Regions from separate parts of the Danio rerio genome. Here region 2 is linked to region 1. Evidence: chromatin contacts called from public HiChIP or PLAC-seq data. All regions are on one chromosome and are shown on one strand. Each heading gives the region's core, a stretch centred on a gene start, on an enhancer-like site or on the middle of the called end of the contact. The rest is flanking DNA. Distances are from core to core; before and after follow the strand shown.

The links. HiChIP or PLAC-seq counts read pairs in DNA pulled down with a chosen protein or histone mark.
Region 2: a contact with region 1 is called in an H3K4me3 HiChIP or PLAC-seq map of embryo, with 7 times the contacts expected there. The contact joins the promoter of csnk1g1 here to the promoter of chrna7a in region 1. A contact is called at or near these places in 1 of 18 Hi-C or Micro-C datasets (caudal fin) and 1 of 4 datasets of contacts at active chromatin or transcription factors (embryo).

The regions. Positions count from the first base shown.
Region 1 is chr7:68,620,330-68,628,112 of GRCz12tu, reverse strand. It overlaps chrna7a (cholinergic receptor, nicotinic, alpha 7a (neuronal)), which reads left to right and starts at 4,339. Exons shown (of 10, transcript NM_201219.2): 1 at 4,339-4,500. The coding sequence starts at 4,446.
Region 2 is chr7:69,167,433-69,175,215 of GRCz12tu, reverse strand. csnk1g1 (casein kinase 1, gamma 1) reads left to right here and starts at 2,656. Exons shown (of 12, transcript NM_001008635.1): 1 at 2,656-2,805.

The sequences.
Region 1 (7,783 bases), core at 3,090-5,589:
CAGGCTAATTGTCATGTACAGTGATTCAATTGTATGCTTTAATCATCTTTCAGATATGCTCAGAGAAACAGGTTTAGGATGCTGTGTAATTGCTGAAATGGTGACACGCAAGTGAGATATGACAGTCTGTTGATGATGGGGATGTGAGTGGGTTCAGGTGTGAAATCATAAAGAATAGAGTTGGATCTAGGCTGTAGATTTCATGCAGATATTTGGTGTGTAATGAGCTTCGGCCATCTGTCTCTGCTGAGAATTGATTCAGCATGACGAGATGAGGAAAAAACGTATTTACTTCTTTTTGTGTGGGAGAGGTACAATAAATAAATGCGGTGCTAGTACTGCGGTACATCTTTTCCACCTCGAAGGAGTGGTGCAAGGCCACACTTTGTACTTTTAGTCTAATTTCTCTCTGCTTGGCGAGAACCTAAAACAGAGATTCAAATTGTGGGGTGTCTTACTAGAAACCCTTTAATCATTATAGGAACAGGTTTGCTAAAGTTATGTGCATATAGATAGATTGTCATAATGAATACAAACAAAACTCATAAGGACTTACACGGCAACACATTTATTTATGTGTAATTAAATTGTATCTTATGTCTCCTTTCAGCTCTGTTAGAGTTTCTGCCTCCAAGTCATTCCATATGCCACCAGACCTGTTCTTACCATAGTGGTCTACCACATCATTCAACGCAGTTAAGCTGCAGATGTGATTCATTCATCTCTTGGCCCATGTGCCTTATTCTCAATATTGACACCAGAGCTGATGTCAAGCTGGCATTAGAAAAGTGGCACCCTAGACCTGAACAGTTTTAGGGCCTACTCACACTATGCTATCTGAACCGTGCCCAGGCACGTTTCCCGGATCGTTTTAGACGTGTGAGTATGCTAAATCGGGCTCAGGCACTGTTCACTTGGCTGGCCCTGGCTCATTTGGAAGAGGTGGGCCTGAGCGCGGTTCACTTGGGCTTTGGCGCGGTACGCTTGTAGTGTGAGTGAAAAACGTGCCCGAAACTGCCCGAAACTGAAAGAGAGACGTGACTTTAAGGGGCTGTTTCATATGCATTTATTAATCATTCTTACTGTTCAATGAACGCAAACTGCCTGAGTTTATTAAAGAAGGAAACCCCTCACTGCACGACAGCTGCGCACCTTCAGCAAACCTCCTCATTCTTGCAGCATGAGAGCTTTATGATCGTTTATGATCGCCAAAAGTGGCGGATTTGTTCGGCGAAATATCTGACTGCATGTCACCGCATCCCTAAGGACTGTTTGGCGAAATATTTGATGGCATGTCACTGCATATTAAACGACTGAAACTATGTAACTAGAGAAATCTCCTCTGTGCTGAGCGAGAACACTCACTGAACAGCGCAGCATCGATGACGTAAGGGTCCCCAGGCCCGATTGCAGTGTGAGTGCGGGCCGTCGGGGGAGATGGGAGGGGGTACAAGCGTGCTTTGGCCCGGTTCGAGGCAACTGTACAGAGTGTGAGTACGACCTTAGTTCAATGTTGTAATCTGGTGCAGCTTAAGTAACTAATGATGTAACACATTACTTTTTCATTTGCAAAACAATATGTTACTTTATATTTTTCATGGGATTCAGAAAGTTTTGTTTTTTGTACATAAAATTAATGAATTAAAAAAAAAATTATATATATAAATATATATAATATGTAATAAATATACATAATTTATTTTTTTTTTTAAAACAAGCCAGCCTAGCCTAAATAAAATATAAAGTAATGCAAAAGTTGTGTAGACCACTACTGTCTTTAAAAAGTAAAATTTTGTTACTTTTTAAAAAGAAGTAACATAATATATTTCATTTAAAAATTACTTTCCCAAAACTGGTCTGGAAAATCTACTGTACACAGGGCGAGATGATTTAACAGACTCATCATCTCTCTATCTTATTATACAGGACTATAAAAGCAGATGCAACATCAACTCTACTCTTCTGAGTTGGATCCTCCAGAGTTTCATCCACTCACTTCTCTGCCTGTTCTAGAATGACCCTGGCCATATTTAGGCATGGATTTACACTGATCTTTCAGCATCAGGCTCCTATGCCTGCTTTCCTTGTGAGGACAAGTATTTCAAGTTTTGGCATCTGTGAGGTTTAGTGTCTGATGAAGATCCCCAGAAATTACTTTACGTCAGTACACATAAAAGTGTAAAGCCTGCACAAACAGCCTACAATAAGTGTGGAATGTTATTGAGTATCACTAACTAAATTTTGCACAATATTTTTAAATGGAACAACGTCGAACAATATGTTCTTTTAAAACCATGTATTTTCTTTTTCACTTTTATGTTAAGCATTTTATTACCTTTGTGCTTGAAATTTGTTTTATATTCCCAAACCTGCCTTAACGCTCATATAAAAAAAAAAAAACTTCATCGTGTGGATTTGCTTAGAATTCTTAAGACAAAAAAAGTCTTCCAAAAGCTTTAATTGGCTTATATCATCTTAGACCCATTTTGTTGGCCATTTGCCAATCTTGTTTTGTGTTATTGATGAAAAAAAGAGATGGTTAATTCACTATATTAGCTCAGTATACAGTAGATGTTTTAAAAATGGCCACGGAGTAAAATGGCTTGCCTTAAAGGGACTTTGTTTATACTCATTTTACTGCCAATCGGTCTGGATTTTTAGAAATACCCACCAAACAAAACAATACATATCTCAAACTACCATGTTCACCCTTGCACACAGTTTTCAGGAAACATTGCATTTAACCCATGACACAACAGAAAAATATTGCACACAAATTTTAGTTTGAATTTGCGCCAGTTATCTTGATTAAAAGACCCAGGATCTGCCAAAGTAATGTAGACTGGTTTCATGGGTTCACACACAGACATTTGACTAAATAAAATATAAGTATTCGGCAAGCTGTCCGGGGAGAGGGCTCTGAGCTCGGAAGACACCCTAACTTGTGGTATTCCTCTTATCAGGATAGAGAGAGATAGGGTCTGAGCGCAGTGTCTAGCCCGGCTTCAGAACACTCCTCCCTCAGATTTAAATAGGTATCAGGTTTAATAATGTGGAGTTGGGGTGGTGAAGGGATGCTAAAGTCAAGAGAAAATGGAGGTATGACGTCTTTAACTATTTGTAGGGGTTTGGTCTTGAGCTGATTGGATAATAGAATGATTGTGATGAATTAGCCTCGTCAAATACGGATCGTGCTCCTCCCGAAATTTGTTTATAAAACATCACTAAGTGAGGTACGAAGAACAAACCCCTGCTACATGAAAATATTTTATCACCATTATTTTAAAACCTTAATTCATGTCTATTTATACTGTATGACTAATCTCCGTGAGCAAAAAAAACAAACAACCAATAAACAACCATAAAAAAAAAGAACGGAGTGCACCTTTAAGACATCTGTTTCGCAATGTGCTGAGCAGCAAGTTGCAGAGCTGAATCTATCTGGCTGGATGCTCAGTGCAGTGGGGCATTTGCCAAGTCTCTCCTCCTATATCTCCCACCCAAATCATGCAGCATGGGGAAGGAAGTCAAAGCATAATGCCTAAAGGATGAAACACTGTTGCACTGAAGTTGCCAGGAAAAGTATTAATTGGATAACCACGATCAAAGTCATGCATAACTATAATTAGTGTTTGTAAGCATTAATGAAAAACTAAAGTTCAGACACTGTACTAAATTAAAGGTATAGTTCACCCAAAATTAAAACTCTATGATTATTCACTCACATTTTGCCTGTTTCAAACCTGTTTAAATGTATTTTTTCTCGTTTAAACACAAAATAAGTTACTGTGAAAAATATTGGGAACCTGTAACCATTGACTTCCATAGTATTTATAGGAAGTCTACGGTTAGAGGTTTTCTTCTTTCTTTAAAATATCTTAAAGTTTAGCAGAAGAAAGAAATACATAAAGGTTTGAAACCACATGAGAGTGAGTAAACGCTTAGTATTTTCATTTTTGGGTGAACTATCCCCATTCCACATAGGATTTTTTTTTACTTAGTTCAGTCCTAGGAGAAAGAACAAATTTCTGGTATACATTTGGCACACTAAGATGATAATCAATATGCTAAATTTCTTTTTGAATGTATTTTTAGTTTTAATTTATTCCTTTTATGACTTGATTGCTATTGAAATCCTTTACCAGTCATCCACATCACATTGGAAAAACCATTAGCATTCCTTTCGGACGTTGTGCTAGAGTAAAATTAATTTAAAAGCAATATATCAATGGTAGCAAGATAAACCATAAAAGTGAGAGTGGAGAGAGAGGGAAAGAGAGCGAGAGAGAGGGGGGGCAGGGTTTCATGCCTTTTGTTGATGCTGCTGCATGAGACTGTATTCCCTTCTGCCCGTGGGATGCTGAGAGAGACTCTTCATAACACCAAGACCTATATCACCACACCAGCTTTTCTATTAATTTCTGCAATTTAATCTAAATAGGAAGATGGGAATTTGGGAATATACTCTTTATTTTACCACCACATGCTGCCTATGGAGAGGTAAGGAACCATTTAGACATTTGATTATGAAATATCCATGAGCTTTGCTGAATAATTGTCTTTTTAATGCTTTATCAAAGTTTCTTGCATGTCAATTCAGTGTTTTCTGATTGAAGTGTTGCATATCCGCTCAGATCTATTTCAAGTTCTGCTGTGACGTAAATGAAATTGATGTTTTGAGGCTTGTTTATATGAGGATACTAGCCAGATTAGAATTTGAGGTTAATGAGTGCGATTTGTTTTTTGTGCTGGGTCATGGCTTTAAGTTGGCAGTTTAACATTAGCAATTTTAACATATACTTTGTGGTCTAATTCTACTTTGCTCAAGAGTCAGTCTATTTGAATTCATTCTTAATTTTTTCTTTATCTTAATTTTTTTAATGGCTGTGGCTTTTATAATTATGATTTTGCTCTGTTACCAGTCCATTAATTAGTTGTCTCTGGCTGCAATCTCATTAGTGCCCCCTAAACTGAATTTGTACACTGGATGCTTTGTGTGCATTATACAGTAGTGTCTCTGATACTGTCAAGAGAGTCTGCTTCTCTAGTTTCTGAATTCATCTCTCATGAATAACAGGTGCCTTTTTGAATGAATCAAATGCCTGATGTAATCTAGAGGGCATCTTTGTGGAATTCGATTATGAATAGACTTGATCCTGAGGGAATTCGATTACAAGAACATCCCTTGTCCTGCTAGAAGAGAAAAGGCAGTGATTGAACTATGAGGGGAAAAGGCTAGAATCATTATGAATTGCCTTGTATTTGTCCAGATTAGTCTAGATAAGTTAGATGCATACTTAAAAGCATAGTTCACCCTTCAAAAAAAAAGTTAAAAAAAAATAAAAAAATTCTGTCAACAATTACGCATCCTTCACTTGTTCCAAACTTGAGTTTCTTTGTTCTGTACTGTAACTTAATAAATTAAGGTAACTCAAACTATTTAAGGAAACCGTTTGCAACAAACCATTTCAGTTCAAAAACTAATCCTAATGAGTACTGTGAACTTAATCCATTTGAGTAAACAAAGCATTTTGAGTACAGTAAAACCCAATAAATGAAGAGAACTCAAACCAACTGAGTACTGTAAAACCCAATAAGTTAAGGCAACTCAAACTGTTTGAGGAAACTGATTGCTACAAACCGTTTGGGTTAAAAACTAATCTATACGAGTACTGTGAACTTACTCCATTTAGGTTGAAGTAATAAGGTATTTAATTAACTTTATACCTCTAACACTGAGTTCAAAACTGAGTGCAATTAATTCCAAATTAATTACACTCATTTCATTTGATAGAGCTGACTGTGGTGTTTTAGAGTGTGTAAATAAATTAAGGAAAACTTTTCAACCTATTTGTTTTGAGTTATTTTAACCTATTTGAATTGTGTTAAACTTATTTTATTTGTGTTATTTCAACCAATTGTAGGTAAATAAAACCCATGAGCAAATCCTTGCTAGGTTACAAGCAATTGACTTGTGTTGGGGCAACTCAAAATAATTAAGTCACTTACTCGTTTTTACAAATTTATGTGAATTGAACAAAGTTATCCTCCAAAAACTGAATAATTGTTTTTCAGCTCATTTTAAATAAGTAGTTTGAACAAACAGCAAACTCCATTTTTGAGTGTGTCAAATCATTCTTACATTTACCTGAAACTCTTTAAAATTTTTAACTAAGTGAGGAAAAAACTCTTACAGTGTTTTCCCTTACAAAAAATACATAAGATAATTTTATTGTCAACATTTCCTCTTCATAACACAATCCCACACAATACAGGGTTGACAATTAAAGAATTATTGTTTTAGCTCATTTAAGACAGGTAGTTTGAACAAGCAGCAACAATGATTTTTTTGAGTGAAGTTATATTAAATAATGTTGGAAAGCAGCAGGCATTGGGTGCACTAAAAAAATTATGTCTGCAAAACTGTTGCAACCTATTTTTTTTGTGCTGAATTTAAATAAATAAATAGTATAAAATCAGCCCAAATAAATAGTTTACAACCAATTTGCTTTAAAAAAAAATTTTAAATTCAAGGAATCATTTTTGAATCACTTTTCAGAATGGATGGAAATATAGCTAATGCGTATAAATATTGAAAATGTGTATAAGAATCTTATGGGCACAAGTAAAATAAACATTTAAAAAAACTTTAAAACACTCCAAAAAGATATTTACAAAAAGTATTTGTTCAATTTAAAATGTGCTGAAACAACACAATTCTTGAGTTTTTTGTATAAATTATTTTGTAATTTTTTTTTTCAATCTACTTAAATTTGTAAAAACCATTAAGTTAACTTAACTGACTTGTGTTGGGACAACATGAAAGAGTTGTGTTGAACGCAACATTTTTTTAACAGCGTATGATGAAACCCATTTCCTGAATACATTTCTGCACGTGCATCGAAAAACGTAATGTGATTTTGTTTTAACAGATCATTTGATGACAAAAATAGGCACAATGGGATGACATTAACGGGCAAACCAGCAGGCTGACCACATTGCACATCTTAAATGTTGTTTTGGTCATTCTAAAGTCTCTTAGTCAAGGTTTGTTATCAAAGTGGTTTAGTATTATGACCTTAAGAACTATCTTGGCTGTGCTCCAAATAGAGTGGTCTCACACTTCTAAAAGCCACCGCATGCTAAGTGAAATTTAATTATAAACTAATTTCGAGAGGATCACGTGCTTATGATTGATCACAGCTGGTCCTGCATCAGCTCACAATTGATTCACCAATCAGATGATTTCTAACTCACTAACTCACTATAAATAAGAGTTTCTTATCTAAGTTTTTTCGTCTTGAAGAATCCCTCCCTCCACACACCCCTACTGCCCCTCCTTTTTTTAGATGGGTGACACAGCAGCCCAGTGATTAGCACTGTTGCCTCACAGCAAGAATGTCCCTGATTTAAGTCCCTACTACACCAGTTGACATTTCAGTGTGAAGTTTGCTCACTCTGAATGACGAGGTGACGCAGTGGGTAGCACAATTCCCTCACAGCAAGAAGGTCACTGGTTGGAGCCTTGGCTGGGTCAGTTGGCATTTTTGTGTGGAGTTTGCATGTTCTCCCTATGTTTGCATGGGTTTCCTCCGGGTACCCCGGTTTCCCCACAAGTACACTATATGGGAATTGGATAAGCTAAATTGGCCGTAGTGTATGTGTGTGAATGAGTGTGTATGGATGTTTTCCAGGGTCCGGTTCCTGCTGAAAGGCCATTCACTGCATAAAACATTTGCTTGATAAATTGGCGGTTTATTCCACTGTGGCAACCCCAGATTAA
Region 2 (7,783 bases), core at 1,407-3,906, 550 kb before region 1:
TGTTAAAATACTACATTAATTAACAACTAACCTTTGGCACTGCAAGTTTTAAATAAACGTTGTCATTACATGTGTTGCTTTATTTAAAATTCAAAACAAACCAGCAGGGGGTGCTACACACAACAATATAATTCTGTAGAGCAGCTTGTGTTAATCACCAATAAAAGTCTGTTAAATCTTGGTCTCTTCATTTACTTATTATGTTAATTTGTTTAATCGATAAATACAGCAAAACAGTGCTGCTCACAACAAGAGAAAAGTTGCTTAGAAAAGCTTCCATTCTTTAAATGTTACGTTAATTAAAACAATTTAATAATAATTAATTGTACTTGAGTAAAGACAAGATATCCTAATTAAATGCCCTGCATTAAATAAAAATGGCAAATGATTTGATAAAGCCTCCATTTACAATATGTACAAACTTGTACAAACACTTCTGCTTTAATGTTTCAGCTAACATTAGTTTAAATGCAGTGTCAAAATATAGATGAGATAATGTCATTTTGTCAATTCATTCATTAATTCATTTTCGTTTTTCAGCTTAGTTCCCTTAATAATCTTGGGTCGCCACAGTGGAATGAACCGCCAACTTATCCAGTGTGTGTTTTAGGCAATGGATGCCCTTCCAGCTGCAACCCATCTCTAGGAAACATAAACATTCATTTACACTCGTACACTACGGACAACTTAGCCTACCCAATTCACCTGTACCGTATGTTTTTGAACTGTGGGGGAAACCGGAACACCCGGAAGAACGCTGGGAGAACATGCAAACTCCACACAGAAACGCCAACTGACCCAGCCGAGGCTCAAACCAGCAACCTTGTTGCTGTGAGGCGACAGCACTACCTACTGCGTCACTGCGTCGCCCATTTTTTCAACTAGTGTAACAGAAATACCCTATTAATGTAAAAAAGATTACTAAATTAATTTAAGAAGATAGTGGTAATTTTTACGAGTGAACATGCTGTTTCTTTATTTGTCCTGAAAACAGTGTTTATTTACTACCCTACGGGGGAAAAAAAGCTTAAACAAGGCTGGTTGGCTGGTTTTAGCTGGTCAGGCTGGAAAATGATCAGCTAAAACCAGCTTGACTAGCCTGGCTAGGTTTTAGCTGGTCATTTCCTAGTCTGACCATCTATAGATCAGGCTGGAAATGGCTGGATACCAGCCTGGAAATGGCCAAACGCACTCTAAAACCAGGCTGGTCAACCAGCTTAAACCAGTCTAAGTTAGCTACTTTTTTTTCAGCAGGTCATATAATATGTTTTTATTTTGGATTATTTTCCATGCAGGTCCTAAATCAGAATGGCTAAAAAACAAATGATGGTTTATTTAAACGTTATGAGTTAGGCTATATTGTGATTTGTCATGAAGGTTTGCCTCAAGTTACATTCTTTCAGACAATTGCAGAAATTATATTATCAAATTTCATTTGAGCTCTTAAAGCAGTGATTCATAATGAAAATTCTGTCATCATTTAGGCCTACTTGCCCTTCACTTCCTTCAAATATGTTTGTTTCTTCTGTTCAACAGAAAGAAAAAAAAAGATATTTTGAGGGAAAAAACATTGACTTCAGTATGGATATCAATGGTTACAGATTTTCAGCTTTCCCCAAAATGTATTAGTTTGTGTTCAAACAACAGGTTTGAAGCCACATGAGGGTAATTAAAAACAGATTATTTTCATTTTAGGTTGAATTAATGTTATCCTTAGTTGGAGTAAATGGCTAACTTGTGGGTTTTCATCCTGTTAGCATATTATTGACATTGTGTGAATAAATAAAAACTGCTTTATATATTGAAGCAAAAATATTAGTAGTGTATAATTAGTATGTATGTCCAACAATCCGGTATACCATATAAACACAAAAGAAGAAATTTTGAGAAAACTTGTAAACATATGTTTATATATTTAATGTATGTCAATGGTTACAGGTTTTAAGCTTTCCTCAAAATTTATTCGTTTGTGTTCAGTAGATGAAAGAAACATAAAGGTATGGAACCACATGAGGGTGATTAAAAGTAATTACATTTTTGTTTTACGTTATCGTAGCTTAAATGGCGAACTTGTAGTTTTTTTAAATTAATTTTTTTTGACATAAATAAAAACCTTTTTTTTATTTAAAACAGCACAAATACTTCAGCATATGTCCAACAATCCGGTTTACCATTTTGTATAAACACAAAAGAAGATATTTTGAGGAAAGAAACTTATGTAAACATATGTAACACTATGTATCTCAATGGTTACAGGGTTTCAGCTTTCCTCAAAATTTGTTTGTGTTCAATAGATGAAAGAAACATTAAGGTTTGGAACATTATAAGTGTAATTAAAAGTGATTAAATTTTTATTTTACGTTATCGTTAGTTGAATGCTAACTTGTAGGTTTTCATCCTGTTAGCATATTTTTTACATTGCGTAAATAAATAAATAAATAAATACTGTTTTATTTAATACAGCACAAATACTTCAGCATATGTCCAACAACCCGGTATACCGTTTTATATAAATACTTTCACAAATGTCATACCAGCTGTAAAGGTTACAGCGTTCAAAATGCGTAACCCCAGTATAGTACAGGGACTTTTGTTTTGAAATCTCCTTAGAGTCCGAGAGCGGAAGTCATTGGCGACAGCGAAAGGTTCACGTTACTTGCAGGAACACTAAAGAAAGGAGGAAAAGCGGGTAGCGGGATATCACCACTGAATTTATTGAGAAAAGGTGTCACACAATCTCCAGACGCTGGTATCTCAGTATTCATCCTCCCCCCCTCGAAGCCCCCGGCGAAGTTCATCGTGGAAGTGAGTGAAAGAAATAAGGCTGCTATAGCTAACGAGCTAAAGGTGTTTGTCAGGGCTGTTAGCTCCAGTACTTGTAGACGGCTAATCCTGCTCGTAATTAATGCTAGTCTTGACTGATCGATTGAGGCTGTGATCTGGGGTCAGTGTTTGAACAATAACTGCGCATCACGACTTGCCCTGTGGCTCGTGTTCGCGACAGAAAACGGAGAACTTCACGTCTCTGTCCGCTGTTTGGATGTGATATCCATCGATAACCGGCTAGCTCGATCGATTATCAAGAAAGCAGTTTGATATATTGGTGCTATAGACAGCTGGCAGGTGGTTTGTGAAATATCGTCTTCCTCCTTCCTGTTCAGGGATGAAAAAAACATTGAACATTCTGGCCCGCAGGAGGAAAGCTCATTCAATGTCGTGAGGAGGCATTATTTATTTATTTATTTAGTGTGTTTTTTTATTTACGTTTATGTCCTTGTTTTTAATATACAGGAGTAGGGGTTGTTTAATGTTTAAACAGGCTTTAATTCACAATATCTTGGTTTTAATGTTGTTTAATGTTTCCTATTATTTAAAAATGCTTTTGTCTGGGGGTCAATCACAGACACATCTGAGGTCTGAAAGATTTCAAGGGCTTGTTCACTTATACATTCAAATTTGATCAGGTTTGATTGTTCTGTCGAGCACAGGGATCTGAATAACATCCTTGGCATTCACTCGTCATTGCATTTATTTGTGGTTGTAATCTGTTTGGGTTTTTGCTGAAAAAAAGGCATGCACATTGGCTTAACATGAGGTTGAGATAAGTATGTAGGCTAATATTTATTTTCCAGGCTTCTTTTTTTTTTTTTTTTTTTTTTTTAAGCGTTTGCTTAAATGTAAGTGTCCATGTAACTACTCGTTACATTTGATTTGTAGGCCCTGAATTATGAACATGTAATGCGTTGGTGATTCTTTATCAATTAAACGTGTTAGATTTTATTAATTGCCTCACTAAAAATTTACATTTGGCTTGTAACAGGTGGTTCCTGTAGTTTGACTTTATTCATGACTTTTATGAAAATTTTCAGTATTTGGGAAAAAATATGTAGAGGAACAATATTGTTGGAATCACTGTCAATTTGTTTTCGGGGAATTAACAGATGTGCAACGCTGATAAAATATGTAAATTCATATATTTTTTTAAATCAATAATGAATGTTACGGCATGTTGGTGAGTGATTCTATGCATGTACCTTGGCTTCTTTAGTCATAAACAATCATAAAGAAATATTAATTAACCACCAGTTGTGATATGTGTGTGTATATATATATATATATATATATATATATATATATATATATATATATATATATATATATATATATATATATATTAAGGGTGTCACGATCCTCCAAATCCTTGATTCGATTACATTTTCGATTCTAAAGGCACGATTCGATTCGATTTTTGATTATGAATAATTAATTAATTAATTAAAGACAAATTAATTATTTGTAGCCTACCGTTTAAACTACCTGACCTGGATGGTCTTTGTTTTACCCATAAACAAATTATACAGTAAATTAATAAAGGCAAGATACACACATAATTACCATCTGTCAATCACTTTTTCTGTGGGACTAGGCAGGGATCTGTGTCGTTATAATGGCGGCGGTAAAAAAGACGCACAACCAACACGAACCAGCCAACAGTATCTGAGGTGTTTGCTAAAATGACTAAGTACAAGTGAGTGAAAGATTGAAGCAGTCCTCTGCCTGGACCTGCTGTCTCGAGCGCATGGCTGTGTATGTGTCTGTGTGGTCACGTGATGTGCATTTTCCGCGAGCGGATTTGCAACGGGGGAGGGCGGAGGATCGCGATGCCGGTGTTGTCTATCGGACGAACCTTACGTAATACGTACATAGCAGAGCTTGCAAAACTGTTTTTTTTGTCGACTACACGAACGTTGTCAACAACTCACTGGAAATCCAAAATGCTTACACACCAGCGACTTCATTGAAAGAGGAGAGGGTTTAAGTTCTGTCGACGGGTCTCCTGCTTCTGCAGTTTAACAAGCACTTCCACAAGCCTGTTTTTTTCCCACTTGGCAAGCCAAGCTGACGTGACATGGGGGCATGGCAGCATCGACGATTCTATTTTTTGATTCGATAATCGAAATTGAGCATAAATTTCAATCGATTTCGATTAAAAATCTTAATCGTGACACCCCTAATATATATATATATATATATATATATATATATATATATATATATATACATACATACATCCATACAAGTAGCAGTGCGATATGGCTGTATATATTCCATAGCCTTTATCTGTCACTTTAAGCTGTATAGAAGTGTCTTAAAAAATATCTAGTAAAATATTATTTACTGTCATCATGGCAAATGTAAAATAATTAGAAATGAGTTATTCAAACTATTATGTTTAGAAATGTGTTGAAAAAATCTGCTCTCCATTAAACAGAAATTGGGGAAAAAATTAAACAGGGTGGCGAATAATTCAGGGGGCTAATAATTCTGACTTCAACTGATAATATTTTAAATCTTATTTTAAGTAATCAAAAAAGCTGTCAAGGTGCAAACATTTAGTCTTTAAAACACTATGAATAAGTGAAAAATAAGTGAAAATTTTCTCACTCTGATTGGCTGTTGTCATTTCCCGCCATTAGAATTTATTTTCAGCTCTGGGTTCAACTTTGGGCCGCCCCAGCCAATAGCAGAACTACAACTACTGAGTAGATGTGGATAATGATAGAAAAGCCCCATCTGATTGGTCAAATTTAGATAAATAACCAATGCAGACATATGTAATTTATCACAAATGTCTGTGATATGTATGTTGCATATAATATTATAACATTAATTTTGTGATATTTTGTATAACCCTAGTTATAATTATCACTCTTATTGGAAACAGGTCTTAAATGAGAACGCGTGTTTCAAAATTTTCGGTTTTGTCCTGAGATCGAGGGATTCACCCTCGGCCATTGGTTTCGAATGTTAATATTGAAGGTTTTCTCGGTTGACTGATCAGCTCCTCCACAGCACAGAGCATGCTGTCTTACTCAGGGGTTCAGGGAAGCGTTTCCTCATTGCTTGTGTCACAATAGGAATCCCTCCCTGATGCCCGGCTTCCTCCTGAGCTAATCTCTTTTCAAAAGGTTAATGATTTGAGATGAGTCTTCTAATGGATACACCATATTGCATTAGTGCTGCATCACCGATAATCACAAATAAGGATGCCTTGAGCATTACAAATACATCAAAATGTATGCACACGTGTGGGCTTATATTTTAGTCTCCAGTCGCTGTCGTTTTCGAAAGATGACACGAGGAATTATGGCTGCATTATACATCATTTTGGTATTAATTTTGAAGGGTTGAATATCATTTGGGGTTATTTCGAAACCACCTCATATTCACTGATTATAAGTTCAGTATTTATTACACAACGGTAGGGTTGTAACAATATACCGGTATGACGGTCTACCACGATTTGAACGTGCACGATTATCATACCATGAACAATTGCATATCAACGGTTTTAACCCTTAAAGACCGAGACAGCCGCCCGCGGCTAAAAATAAGTATTGCTCTTAAATGTTTAATAACTTTTGATCCGCTGATCCGATTCATACAATTCAAAGATTGGCATAAAGGAGAATCTCAGCTTTCCAGTGCTACATAACATTCGCGGACTTTCATAGGCTCCGGAATCAGTGCGGTTACGTCATCAAAATTTGACAACGCTGATTTGACAAAGAAACGCTCGTCACTGTGTCTCCGGACAAACCAGACATGATACATTGATGCATTGTCCCTCCTCCATGCCCAGATTGGTTCAAACCCACTATATCACAACCAATAAGCATAGGTTTCGCTTTTGTTTGTGGACCAACAATGAGCTTTTTGAACAACACGGAATGATAGATAGGCATACATTTATGCGCGGCTAAATAAAACGCAAAAAAAAAAAGTTTTGCATGAAATAATTCTCATACTAAGTACTTTTGCATGCACAGCAGCACAGAAACATGACAAAACAGTGACACAGCAAAGACGAACTGCTGCTCTTGCTGTTTTCAAAAGACGCAAATGAAGGTGCAGCTGTTTGTCTGCATTGCAGACAACCATATCCACAGACAACCATATCCATGCTGGCACATAAAACCTAAGGATGTTCCATATTGAATCTAGTTTCGTTATGTAACTATTTATAGTATAGTAAATATTTATAACTATTTTTTTTACTGAGGATTTGCACCATGTTTATTTGAACTTTATTTGGACTTTGACACATTATTTATTATTTTCTTATTTTTTTATTTGTTCATTGTAAGTGGTGTTGTTTATAGTAACTGAAAACATATTATTTGGAAAAAGTCAAATTTGCTTCACTGTTCTATTTTTTTGTAACATTTGTAACATACCATATACCGCAAAACCGTCAAACCGTGGTATTGTTTTAGACGATTATCATACTGTAAAAAATTCATACCGTTACAACCCTACACAACGGTCTCTTCTTTACATTGAGGTTATAACACATTTAGCTCTGCTTTCTGCTCTGGTATAATGACTGTTCACATTTATATGCTTAACCAGCAATTTATCACAGTACTCAAACAATTTCGTTACTTCTCATACCTATAGTCTATTCTTTTTCATCTCCATATTTAACATTTAGTAAAACAAGTTTAGACAAAATGAAAAAAGAAAAAGTGTAGGATTTTTTACATTGAGTGAAAGGCTTCTCTTTAGATATCTTTAATATGTGCACTGTTTAATAATTATGCACAATATATACATGTAAATGTATAGCTTAAAACATATAGAGCTGATTTAACTGTTGTTTGTAAATCACACTACTGTGGTATACAGGATTAGTTGCAAAAACGCTGTAATTGTGACAAAATACTGTGCGTTTCATATTTACATTTAATGTGGTTTTCTATCCTACAATACTTTTTGCTTT